Regions from separate parts of the Gossypium hirsutum genome. Here region 2 is linked to region 1. Evidence: chromatin contacts called from public Hi-C data. All regions are on one chromosome and are shown on one strand. Each heading gives the region's core, a stretch centred on a gene start, on an enhancer-like site or on the middle of the called end of the contact. The rest is flanking DNA. Distances are from core to core; before and after follow the strand shown.

Evidence for each region. Hi-C and Micro-C count contacts between places; a contact is called where the count stands out from the background.
Region 2: a Hi-C map of leaf shows a contact between it and region 1, with 2.2 times the contacts expected there. The contact joins the promoter of LOC107929409 here to the promoter of LOC121204501 in region 1. A contact is called at or near these places in 13 of 34 Hi-C or Micro-C datasets (anther, callus, hypocotyl and 2 more).

What each region holds. Positions count from the first base shown.
Region 1 is chrA08:109,535,481-109,541,780 of Gossypium_hirsutum_v2.1, reverse strand. It overlaps LOC121204501, which reads left to right and starts at 5,040. Exons shown (of 1, transcript XM_041074385.1): 1 at 5,040-6,081. The coding sequence starts at 5,254. The coding sequence ends at 5,862.
Region 2 is chrA08:109,965,106-109,971,491 of Gossypium_hirsutum_v2.1, reverse strand. It overlaps LOC107929409 (protein MODIFYING WALL LIGNIN-2), which reads right to left and starts at 2,211. Exons shown (of 3, transcript XM_016860822.2): 1 at 1,692-2,211; 2 at 1,417-1,616; 3 at 1-580. The coding sequence starts at 1,796. The coding sequence ends at 352.

The sequences.
Region 1 (6,300 bases), core at 3,791-6,290:
TGGGTAAATTTTTAAATATAAACCTTGTCTCAAAATATTGGTAGAAACAGGTAAACCGAGCTACGAGGATTTCAAAAATGTAAAGAACATTAAAAACGGGCATAGAAATCACTTACAATCAAGGCTTAAAAGTATTGAAACCCTAGCTATGGTGGAGAGAAAAATTTGGTAGCAACTTATGGAGAAGATGATCATTTTTGTGTTATTTTTCCCATTTTATTTCATTTAATATCAAAATGACCAAAATGCCCTTCCTTATTAAACTTTCAAAAATTCCATCCATGTCCAATTTTTGTCCATAAACTTAGAAATTGGTAAAATTTCTATTTAAGACATCCTAATTAATATTTCAAAGCAATTTCATACTAGAAACTTCTAGAATGAAAGTTTTGTAACTTATTCAGTTTAGTCCCTAACTTCAAATTAAGCACTTTATACATAGAATTTCTTCACGAAATTTTCACACAATCATGAAATCATATCATAAACATCAAAATAATTATAAAATAGTTATTTCTATCTCAGATTTGTGGTCACAAAACCACTATTCCGTTTAGGCCCTAATTCAGGATAATACAAATATGGAAACGAATAGGGATTTACATGGTTAAATGAAATATAACATTTCTTATGGATTCTCGATTTATATTTATCATTAGATTAGCCTGGATTGGTAACCTCGATACGATGTCAACTTGTCTAAGCAAGTTCATAAATGTTTGTTTGTGTGAGCAATATAGTCTCATTTATTCGAGTTAATTTACTAAGGTTCTCTCGAGAAAAACCTTAACTTAATGAAAATGAAAATGTTGAAATGGCTTGAATTGATAATAACATGTGTATGTGTGTGGAAATCATGTATTTAAAACACAAATGTATGTTTCAAAATAACATACAATAAATAATGAAATATATGGTTTGTAACTAATTAATAATAACAAATAAAATATGTGTGACATTAAAATGGACAAAAAATAGATTAAATTAGGGGTGAGCATTCGATCGAGTCAAGTAGAATCGAGCTAGTCAAGTTGACGAATCCTATTTTAGCAACCGAACTCAATTTCAATTTTTTTTCCAATTGAATCGATTCAAAAAATTTTGAATCATATCAAGTGAGTTAACGAATCCTATTATTTATATTCAATGTTGCGTTTACATGGACCGATTATTTAACTAGTAGACGAAGTACAAGATTATTTAACTATATAAACAATATAATTGTTTTGCCTTTTAACTTAATGGAAAAACATTTATCAAAACGGCATAGTTTTGCATTTTCTTATTCGAATTTTCGAATAACTCAAATTGTCTAATTCATATTCGAGTTAAACCGAAAAATTTAATTTTTTATTTGATTTGATCCGAATAACTCGATTAACTCAAATAAATTGAACTATTTAATTTGAAATTTGAATTTTTTATTAAGTTTTTCGAATCAAATTGGATTTTGCTCTCCCCTATATTAAATTGTGAGTAAATTAAAATTTAAACACATAAATGCATCAAGTTAAGAATACTAAATGAATACAATTGTTTATCATGGTGTTATCATGAATATTGAGTCAGTGTCGAGTTAACTTGTAACACCAACTCAATCAACAACATAATTAATATACGCAAATATAGAACAAATATATTTATTAAAGTTTCATATAGAATCAGAAATTTGTTTTAGTGCAAATGATAAATGAAAATGTTTTATATATATATATGATGTATTGGGTCCAAATTAGAGGTGTGCATGGGTCGGCTGGGCCAGGTTCGGGCTAGGTTCAACTAAAAATTTAGGCCCATTTACTAGGCCAGGGCCCAGCCCGACCCAAAAAATGGGCCTAAAATTATACTTAAGCCCAACCCAAATAAAAATGCTAAAACCCGGGCCCGACCCAGCCTGCCCATATTAATTTTTATATAATTTTAAAATATATTTAATACATCAAAAATACTAAAAATATCAAAATAAATATTTCCCAACAGATTGAAAATAAATTTTAAAAATATATACTTAAATAACACTAAGATAGATGCAATTTAACAAGCAAATGTCTCTAAAATAATAACAAAACTAACAAATACCTTTAAAATAATAACAAAATTAACAATAAAATAAGTTTTATACAATATTCAAACAATAACAACAAAATAGTAGCAACATTATAGTAAAATGGTAGCAAAATAGGGAGAAAACAATAAGAAAATAATATTAAAAAACATATTTTTTTGTCCTTCAGTGAATTCAGGCCGGGCCTAGGTAAAAAATGTCATACCAGAGGCCCGGCCCTTTTTTAAATGGGCCTTATTTTTTTATCCAAGCCCATTATTTGAGCCTATATTTTTTGCCCAAACCCTCTCCTATTTTGGGCAGACCAACCGGCCCCAACCCATAAGCAAGTCTAGTCCAAATCTCATTATGAATAAATTTTTATTGATTTATAAAAATATAAAAAGACAAAAACATTCATATAATCATATAATTTACTTTGAAAATAATATAAAAATTTTTATAATTAACTAGTGCCATCCTTAGTTGAACTAGTTTATAAGAATATGAAAAAAAATAACACATTAAATTAAATTTTATTTTTATAAAAGTTTAATAAATTTCCCTTAGCCAACCAGATGAAATTGAAGATTTGATATTTCAGTGGTTCTATATAACCAAAGAATTAATTAAAGTTCAAAAAAAAAAGTCAAAAACTGGTGGAACCAATCGAATATACTTTTGGGTTTTATTTGGGTTTTGTAACCTTTGGGCTTCCCAAATTTTGAGGCCCAATTTTTTTTAACTTTGTAACCGGTCCTATCTTCAAGCTAAAAAAATTGAATCCTAATTTTGGATTTATTATATTTTTGGTTTTGTTTCAATTTTTTAATTTATAAATTCATATAATTCAAAATTTAGTTTTAGGAATTTAATTTTTTAATTTTTAATACGATTAAAATTATTTTGATAAATTTAAGTTCATTACAAGTCATATTTTTTAGTTACACGACTATCAAGTAAGTATTTTTTTACAAACCAACAAATTAAAAAAATTAATTTTAATTCTTTAAAAAGTTAATTATAATCTCATTGGCTAGAGAACACTTTCATGCTCATACCTACAATATAAATACGTGACAATTTCTTCAATATTTTCATTAAAAAGTTAATCTTAATATCACATTGACTAGATAGCTCACTTCTTCACTATTTATAAATAAGAGTAGTGGTAATTATAATACAATACTAATACTACTCACATAGTTCACTTCTTTACTATTTATAAATCTGAATGGCAGTGATTATAATGCAATACTAATACTAAGATTCTATACTAGTACTTCGATTTTGCAAATAAATTATGGTGATTCTAATAGAGTGCACTTAAAGTTTACAAATGGTTATTTTTTATTTAAAGAATTAAAAAATAATAATAAGACATGTAGTAAAATTTTAGCCCTGCTTATGGAATAAAAATTTTTAACCACTCATATATCAAATAATTACCTTATAAAAGAATATAAATTAATTAAATATATCTTTTAATTTAAATACAATAAACTCATACATCTCTAATTAACAATATTATTAATTAAAAGCACATGGATTGTTTTATAATTATAATCAATATTACCATTTATACATATTAAATTGTTCAAATTTATTTATTAAATAATTTATTATTAAATTCAAATTTTGATAGATTTTCATAACTTTTAGGATTATAATTAATTTATACACTTTGTAATCTCCTGCATGCACTAGTGTATATATAAATTCTATGGTGAAAGTATTATAAAACTCTTTGTACTATATTTTAGATTGCATTTTAGTCTTTTTATTGAAAAAATGTGCAAATTAGCCTTTATAAGTTAGATTAGTAGACAAAACAATCCATTCGTCAAAATTTGGTGTTTATACATAAGGTATAATAATAAATTAGCTCTCAACCTCTACACATTTATTGAATTTGACCCATACCCTTTTCTTGAAAGTAAGGTAGAAAATTTTGAAACTAATAAGACTAAAAGATCAAAAAAGGCCTTAGTAAGAAATTTAAAAAATCAATTAAGTCTTTTTAAAATTTAAAAATTATTAAAAATCATAAAATTTTAAAAAATATTTATAAAAAAATTTAATAAATTATATAAATTTTATTAAAAGATAACGATACTGATCCTTATAAGATTTTAAAAAAAAATTGAACGTATTCTTCACAATTTTCATGTATCTTACTCTGATTTGGAAGCTACGCTTGCAAAGCGAGAGACATTTTAGATCCCTCTGTTTTGCAAATTGCATTTGTTTAAGTTTGCATGGTTTTGGGCCAATGCCTACATCCTTTATTCAAAAAATAATATATAAATCTAAAACCAATTATAAATTTATAAAAATATATAAATATAAAAAATTAGAAATTTATAATATATATATATAAATCGATAAAATTGCTAAAAGAACCACATCTAAATTCACTCTGCATTTTATACTTTCCTATTAAGTTAAATGTTTTTTTTTTAATTTTTTAATTTATATTTTTCTGAATTTCAAAATAATAACATTAAAAAACTAAAAATATATAAAATTAATAATAAAAAATTACATCTTGAACGAGTCTAGGTTGATTCTTGATATGAAAAAAATATATACTTTTTGACCTTTTAGCCTTATTAGTTTTAAAAAGTTATAATTTATTTTTAATAAAAAAATAGAGGTCAAATTGAATAAACGTGTAAAGATTGAGGGCTAAATTTGTTATTATACCTTATATATAAACAACAAATCTAAACGAAGGGATCATTTTTTCTACTAATCTAACGTATAAAAATTAATTTACCTATTTTTTAATAGAGAAATTAAAATGCAATATAGAGTATAGTAAAGTATAGTAAAAGGGTTTTCTGGTCTAGATAAATGGATGGATGTGGATGGTGCAATACTGCGTCAAGATATATATAAAGGCAAGCCCATGTTTGCGTGGCCTAGCTACAGCTATTTAGTTTTGACTTTATAAGAGATAAAGTGACCTTAGATTCCTTAATAGAGTTGTTATTGCTATTAGAGTATACACGCTTTAGATGTAGGAAAGGAAGATACTTCCCTGCCAATTAGAGCTAATTTATATCTTGCCAATCTTGAGACGCCTAAAACAGAGCATCCATACCCCTCCCAGTATATTACTTCAATTGTGTTCCTAAAACCATAACTTAAAGAAGAAAAATCCTCCGAATGTTGACACTGATTGATGATCAGACACTCCCAACCAAATGGCCCCAAAATCAAAGTTCTCAACTAGTCGGGAACGAGCAACCCATCCGCTGGTGTGGTGTGGTGCTATCATCTGCACCGTCTTGACCATAGCAGTCATCATAGGAGGCATCGTTACCTTCATAGGATACTTAGTTATACATCCCAGGGTGCCGTACGTCAGCGTCATGGATGCTTACCTTGACCATATCCAGATTGATTATGCGGGTATTCTGGAAATTCAGGTAACCATACTAATTCGAGCCAAGAATGGGAACGAAAAGGCGCATGCAAGCTTCTCGGATTCGAGTTACAGCCTAAGCTTGAATAGGGAAGTGGTAGCGCAGCTGGTCGCACCACCCTTTGAAGTAGGTAAGAACAGTTCGGTTGATTTTAATTATGTAGTGCCATCTTCACCCATACCCTTAAGACCAGATCAAGCAGAGGATGTGGACGCGGGTTTGAAGAAAGATTTGATTATATTCGATTTGAAAGGCAGTAGCAGGGTGAGATGGCGAATAGGGAGCCTGGGTTCAGTTAGGTACTTGTGTCGTCTCGACTGCCAGTTGCGTTTCCATCCTTTGAATGGAACTTACATTCCTTCGCGCTGTAGTTCCAAGGCCAAATAATTTCCTCCTTTTTTTTTTTTTTGTTCTATATACATACATCTACATTGAATAGTGAAGCCTTTCCATTTTCTTTTGTATGCTCTGTTCTGTACATGCACCAAAGCAACGACAAAAGTTGTTTAATTAGGTATGTTTCTTAGGTAACACTAGATTGAATGCTTATATGTAAGACAATCAACTCCAGAAAAACAAATAAAATCAATGTGGAATTCTTGTTCATCCTCATGTGAGACTGAAGAGAGATGATATTAACAGCTTTGTAACAGAGAGTGGCTAGTCCGATTCAATCATGTTTACAAGGTTGCCGATGATTTTTGAATCAAAAAATTTACACATCCACTTCTTAGTAAACCACCTGGGTAATGTTTCTTATAGTGATGCCAATGTTGACTGATTTGTAGTTTTGTAGGGCTCAGCCCCTCTCCTTTTGACTTCAAA
Region 2 (6,386 bases), core at 962-3,461, 430 kb before region 1:
ACCAACTTTACAGAAGAACCACCACTTTCATTCTTGTTGAACCTATTTTATTATTCCTTTCCTTAGGGAACGGATCAAAGAAATGGAGTAGGTAACTGTATATGGTAAGATATCGCTTTGGGGCGCCTTCCTCGTTGGCTCTTGTTCATTCTTTTATTTGATTTTTATCCGATTGGGGGGGGGGCTCCCGGCTTCTGCTCCGTCACTTGTGATCTTGGTGGACTTGAATGCATTAATTTCACACTTGATCTTATACATACATACCTGACTGTCGTTTGTTTAAAAAATTCAACACCCCATCATACGTACGTGTCTATATTTTCTTTCTATCACTGTTGTTTATTTTGATTTTCATGCATTGATTTTGTGGGCTTGGTCAAGTACTTGATTGTTTGTAATTGTGATGGAGGCAGCTCCAATCAAGGTGAAGACGGCAAGTAGACTTAAGACCCCGGAGCTCAAGTACACTCCGTCTCTAACTAGGTAACATTCACCGTCCAACCACCCTTCTCCGTAGGGTTGTGCTCTGCTCATGCTCGTCGCTGCACTTATTAGGATTGCTGCAACTCCAAAGCTGATCCTGCAATATTTCTTTCTTTTTAATATAAGATTCTATTCCAAGTTTTTAAAAAAAATTTAATTAAAAAGAAAAGAAAAGCAAAGACAATCCATGTTCCTCCAAATCCATATCCAAATTTAATTAATTATTATTTTATTTTATTTAGTAGCACTAGACACCAACGTCCAAGACTATGTGTCTGCTATCTTTGATTTTTTTTATTTTTAGAGAATATATTTTCCTAGGCGCATCCAGTCGTTGGATGATCTGATCTGGGGGGAGTGGGATATAGAAAGGGGTATATTTCCAGCTGTCCACCCATTTTCTACAACTAGTTTGTCTCCAATCTCCTTCATATCTATCCCTTAAAAACCCTTAAAAATTCTAGATTCTGATCTACTCTACCCAATCAAATTAACCCACTTGTAGCTCCATTGGAAAATTCGTTACTTGGACCTTTTTCTGCTGACCAGGAATTCTAGAAATATTGAAAGGAAGGAAGAAAACAATAAAAGAAAATGAAGGTTTTTCGTTTATGATTAGGAAAATGATACTGTCTAAGAAGCCGCCTTCTAATCCGGGATTAAAGTTAATAAAATTTTTGGATTAATTATTAGGCTTCCTCCGGTACATACCTTAAAAAATAGAAAAAATGTTAATTTTTAAAAAGGTCAAAAATACATTTGTAGCTAAAAAAATTGCAATTATAGAAGGTGTTCCCCGGTCGGGTCCACTTAAATACAGTTGTACAAGCAGTAGTAGTAGTGGCCTAATTTTGTGTTAACATGGCTGGCATAGGCAATCCACATAACTGGTGGCATCAATATAATCAATACACATGCAGTGCAACACCTTACCAGGAAAACGCCAGCAAAATTGCAGTAAGAGTTGGTTTTTTAGGCTTTCTTGTGTTTGCACTCCACCAGTAACTTGCACAGAGTAGTACGTTCCCTATGATTTGAGCGGTGCAGAGAGAGACTGATGCAGCCACACCCAGTTCAAAGGCATCACTCTTTCCAGGCAAGAAACACATCTTTCCATCCAACTTCAAATCAACCTTCTGGAGAATTAAACCAATTAAAAACCCTTATCAACTAATAATAGCAAGGAATGAATTAATTTATATACATACCTTGGATCTCTTTGCCTCAGCAACCAGACATGCGGCGAAGGAGACAAGGCCGAGGGAGGCAAGGACAGAGAACGTTAAGACGCAACCAAGTGGATGTTTTCCCATATCGCAGGTGGCCGCTTTGTGTTGGGAAGTTGGAAGTTAGTGAAGAGAAGAGGTGGTGGCGGTGATCAAATATCCAGCTCCTGTTTCTGTGCGGTGGGGTGGGGGTGGGAGCGAGCTTTCTTGGGGTTCTTACAAACAATTGTTTCATTGACATTGCTTGTAAGGAGAGAAACCATGCATGTCTCTGTCGCTGTCCCTGTCCCTAGTTGGAAGTTGTTTAGATTATATGGGAAGTTTTTGGATGGGTGAAATCTGAACCAACACTTTCTTATTAAATTCCACCACCTCAAGAGTGAGCATTAAGTTACCACCGAGTATAACTGGCACTTTCTTCTCCTCTCTTTTTCTTGCTATATTCCGCAATGGCGAATTGGCTGTTAGACTTTGATTTATTTTAAATGGGCATTGTAAGTAGAATAGAATAAATGAATGATAATATATATAATAGCATCTTATTTGATAATAATTCCTAAGCTCATATTTTTTAATAAAATTATTTTAGAAAGTATAATTATATAGTGATCGTGGAATAAAAGAAAATTCTGTAACATGTAATTCATTTTTTAATATAATTAAAACACTATGATGGGTAAATAGAATAATAATCGTTTTGAAAATCTAGACTATTTTAAATAATTGATTATTTCTATTTAAATTTTAAATTTTTTATATTTATAAATCATCCGGGAGCTCGCCTTGGAAATTAAGGACCTCTACCTTAAGAACGGGCCTCTTAGCCTAGCTAAGATAATATTGAGTTGATTAACTATTAATAAACATTAAAAATGATTTCTTAAAGTAGGGAATGTTTTTATCTTTTCATATTCTATATAAAATTTATAAAATACAATTTAGACTGAATAAAAAAAAAAAACTCACAATAATACAATTTAACCATGACACTAAAATTTTCAAAACCTTAGACTTTATTATATTTTTATAGGGATAAATATTAAAATTATATATGAACTATAATTTAATTGTAATTGTATACTTGAATTTTGATTTTGTGTAATTTTAACATAAAATTTTGATTTGATTCAATTCTTGTAAATTATTAACACAATTATGGATATAACATCGTTTTTTGTTTATATACCGCATGCATAAATAATTATAGTTATTTAATATAAAAATAAATTAATGAATTTATTTCTTTAAATGTGTATGATTTAATCAAAATTAAAATTTTAAGCATAAACATTTTATCCATTGCCTTTCTCGCCTTTCTCCATTTTTATCCATTGCGTTTTTCCTTTTTATCTCATCTAAAGCATAAACATTTTACTTGAAAAACCTTAAATAAAAATAAGAAATAACAATCCATAACCTAAATCCCCATAAACCACACACTAACGATCATTTACTTCAAAACCAAATGCAATAAAATCCGACATTCACTCATTATACTTAAAGTGTTCAATACTAAATGAAAATTTAAGTGTAAGGCATAGAAAGATATTTACCATAAGTTTGCCCAAATACAAACATGGCTGATGAATGTACATGTTACTCAATTTGTCATAATTCTATATTATTATTAGCTAGTTGATGGAGTTTTTTTCTTTTTTTTTTTGTTTACGGATTTAAGAGTAAAACCCTATGAGACTAGTAGTCTTGAAAATACGATCACATTGCGAGTTACCATATCCTTAACAGGAACATGTTTAATAGGAATTTATAAGGGTTGGGTGCAAACATCAATAAGAGGATACATTCCTTAACCCAATTACCCTTATAAAAATCTACATTCATGCCATTCCTTACATTCTAGATAAAACCATCACAAATCCTACGCCAAATACCACAAATTCTTTTCCATAACCATGACACATTACCCATATATAAGGATGTAGGTAGATTTCCCCTCAATTTATATTTGGTTCTGAAAACCTAAACCCATAACTAATTAGGTTTCTTGATAAGATTAAAACCAATTTTTACGAGGAAAGCATCATTTGGACAATCAAGCTTGTTAAAGCTAATGCTGCCACGTTTTGGAACTTTGCAGAGATCATTCCACTTGAAAAGATTTATCCCTTTCTTCTCCTCAATGTGTCCCTACACAGAGTTACAAATAATTTTATCAATTTCAAAGCAAACTCCCTTCGGAATAACATTCTATTGCATTATATAATTATGGATAGTTGCTAACATTGCTTTGCCAATAACCGCCTCCGAACGTACTAACATCCAGAGTAGAAATCCTATACAAAAGATACAAAAAACAGCATCCGCAAGTGTACGATTTAGGTTGTAATATAGTTACAACGGAGTAGGTGAGTACTGCAAGGATTGTACCCAAGGGAGCCTAAACATGAATAGATTTAATTAGTACTTTAATTGGATTATATTATGAAGAATAAAAAGAACGGTTTTGGTAAACTATATTAATAATAATAAAAGAAAGTAAAGAAATAAATAAAACACGAGAAATCAAAAAGTAAAATATATCAAATCTGGTCATGGGTGATTAGCTTGCTTCGGTAGTCATAATCAACTGTCACTTTAGGTTTTCTCATTTAATCAACTAGTCGATATCCTAGAAGATCTTCTGGTCTTCTACTAGAATAATGAGTCGGCAATAAATATTTATCTCTTGACCTCACAGTCCAGACCGATTTAGGGTTAAGGTGTTTACAGATAGACCACACAAAATTTAGGTTGATTCCCACCTTAATGACTTCCTAGGGTTATCAGGCCTAGGTTTAGGCAGGGGCGAAGCCAGAAAATTTTTTTAGGGGGTCGAATGAAATTTTAATTTTTAATAGTCTATATCATTATAATTTTTAAATGATTAAATCATTTTTTATAATTTTTATAGTTTTTAATAGCGTAAATAGCAATTTTCCATTTTAAGAAGGGTTGGGGCCTTTGCCAGCCCCCCTAGATTCGCCTTTGGGTTTAGGTTTTTCCTTTCCTGAACAACTGATTCATTAAGAAACCCTTACAAAATAGTTAATTAATCATACCTCCACTCGCTAATCCCCCACAGGAGGATTAGTTCCTCATGGATCTAATAAATAATATAAACTTGATAGAAAGAATAAACATGAAGAATAATTCAAGAGAATAAAGTTTAGAAGAAGCTTGATTTGTATTTAGAATTAAGTGTTGAATTCTCATAGAGTTTGGTTGTGTTTCACAAATTTGATCTCCCCACAAAAGCAAATAACAAGAACTGAAATAAAATTTAAAACCTAAGAAAAAGGAGAAACTAAAGACTAAAACTAAAGAGAAAACTATACAATATCAAAGTTGTCCATAACATGTGTTAAATTAGCCTATTTATAGATTTTAGAGTAGTCGTCGTCCATAACCCTAGGTCAGTTGTTGTCCCCGTGTTTACTATTTTATTGTGCGGAGTAAAACGCCCCTGACTTATAATTATTTCCCATACAGAGGTGATGTCGTGACACACAAGGTCCTGTGTCACAATATCGAGGGTAGTATGCTCCATCTTCAGGGTGTCTTCAAGGGTGTATCGCGACATCCCCAAGTTATTTCGTGACATCCCTAGGTTATGTTGTGACATCGAAGGGAGTTCTGGAATTCTTGTATTCTGCTCCCTGTGTTGTGACACCCAATGCTTCGTGTTGTAACACAATGACTAGTATCGAATTAATACGCCTTTTAGTGGTCTCCTATATATTCACAAAGTATATTAGCTCACATTTAGGCCTTATTCAGCCCCTAAGGTCAATAAAACACTCAAATTACACACTTTATTAAATTTAACTAAAATTGTGAAAACATAATTAAAAGGAAACCAAAATGCTTATGTTCAAGCTCCTAATGTGCGAAAACTAGTTTAATTTGCTACACCAAATTACGACAGATCAACCAACATGATTCTACCTGCTAAAGAAAGCATCTTAGCCTTTCACCCTATTAATTCTTTCATTGTGTTATCAATAATGTACTGAAAAGTTTCTTTTGTTACCCTCTGATGTAAAAGCGGAACACCTAGATACTTCACCAAATTACCAACATGAGAGAACCCTAAGCCACAACTGATATTCTCTTTCAAATCATGGAAAACATTTTAATAGAAAAATATTTGTGTTTTCTGTACATTAACACTATTGCCAAAATTGGTACAAAAGCTCTCAAGAACCCTTTCCATAATCAATATCTAGTCAATTGACGCTTCACTAAACAACACCAAATTGTCTGTAAAGAAGAGATGAGAAATACCATGACCATTCCTAGAGAGCTTTATAGGTTTCCACACCTCTTTCTGGTTTCAACATTTATAGTTTGAGCCAAATGCTCCATACAAAGAACAAATAGATAGGGTAAAATAGGATTACCTTACCGTATGCCTCAAGGTGGGGTAAAGACATCAGAAAGATTTCCATTCCAGATAACTTACATGGTAGCGAACTAACAAAATGCAAAATAAGCTGTCAAATAGTACTTGGAATGCTAATATCAGTGAAAGTATCCTCAATGAAGCCCTAATCAAGTTTGTTGTAAGCTTTTTCCAAGTCAATCTTAACAAGCATCAATGTTTTCTTGTCAGATTTCCTAGGCATAGAGTGAATGATCTCCTGTGCAATAGTAAGATTATCTGTTATGCTTCTTCTA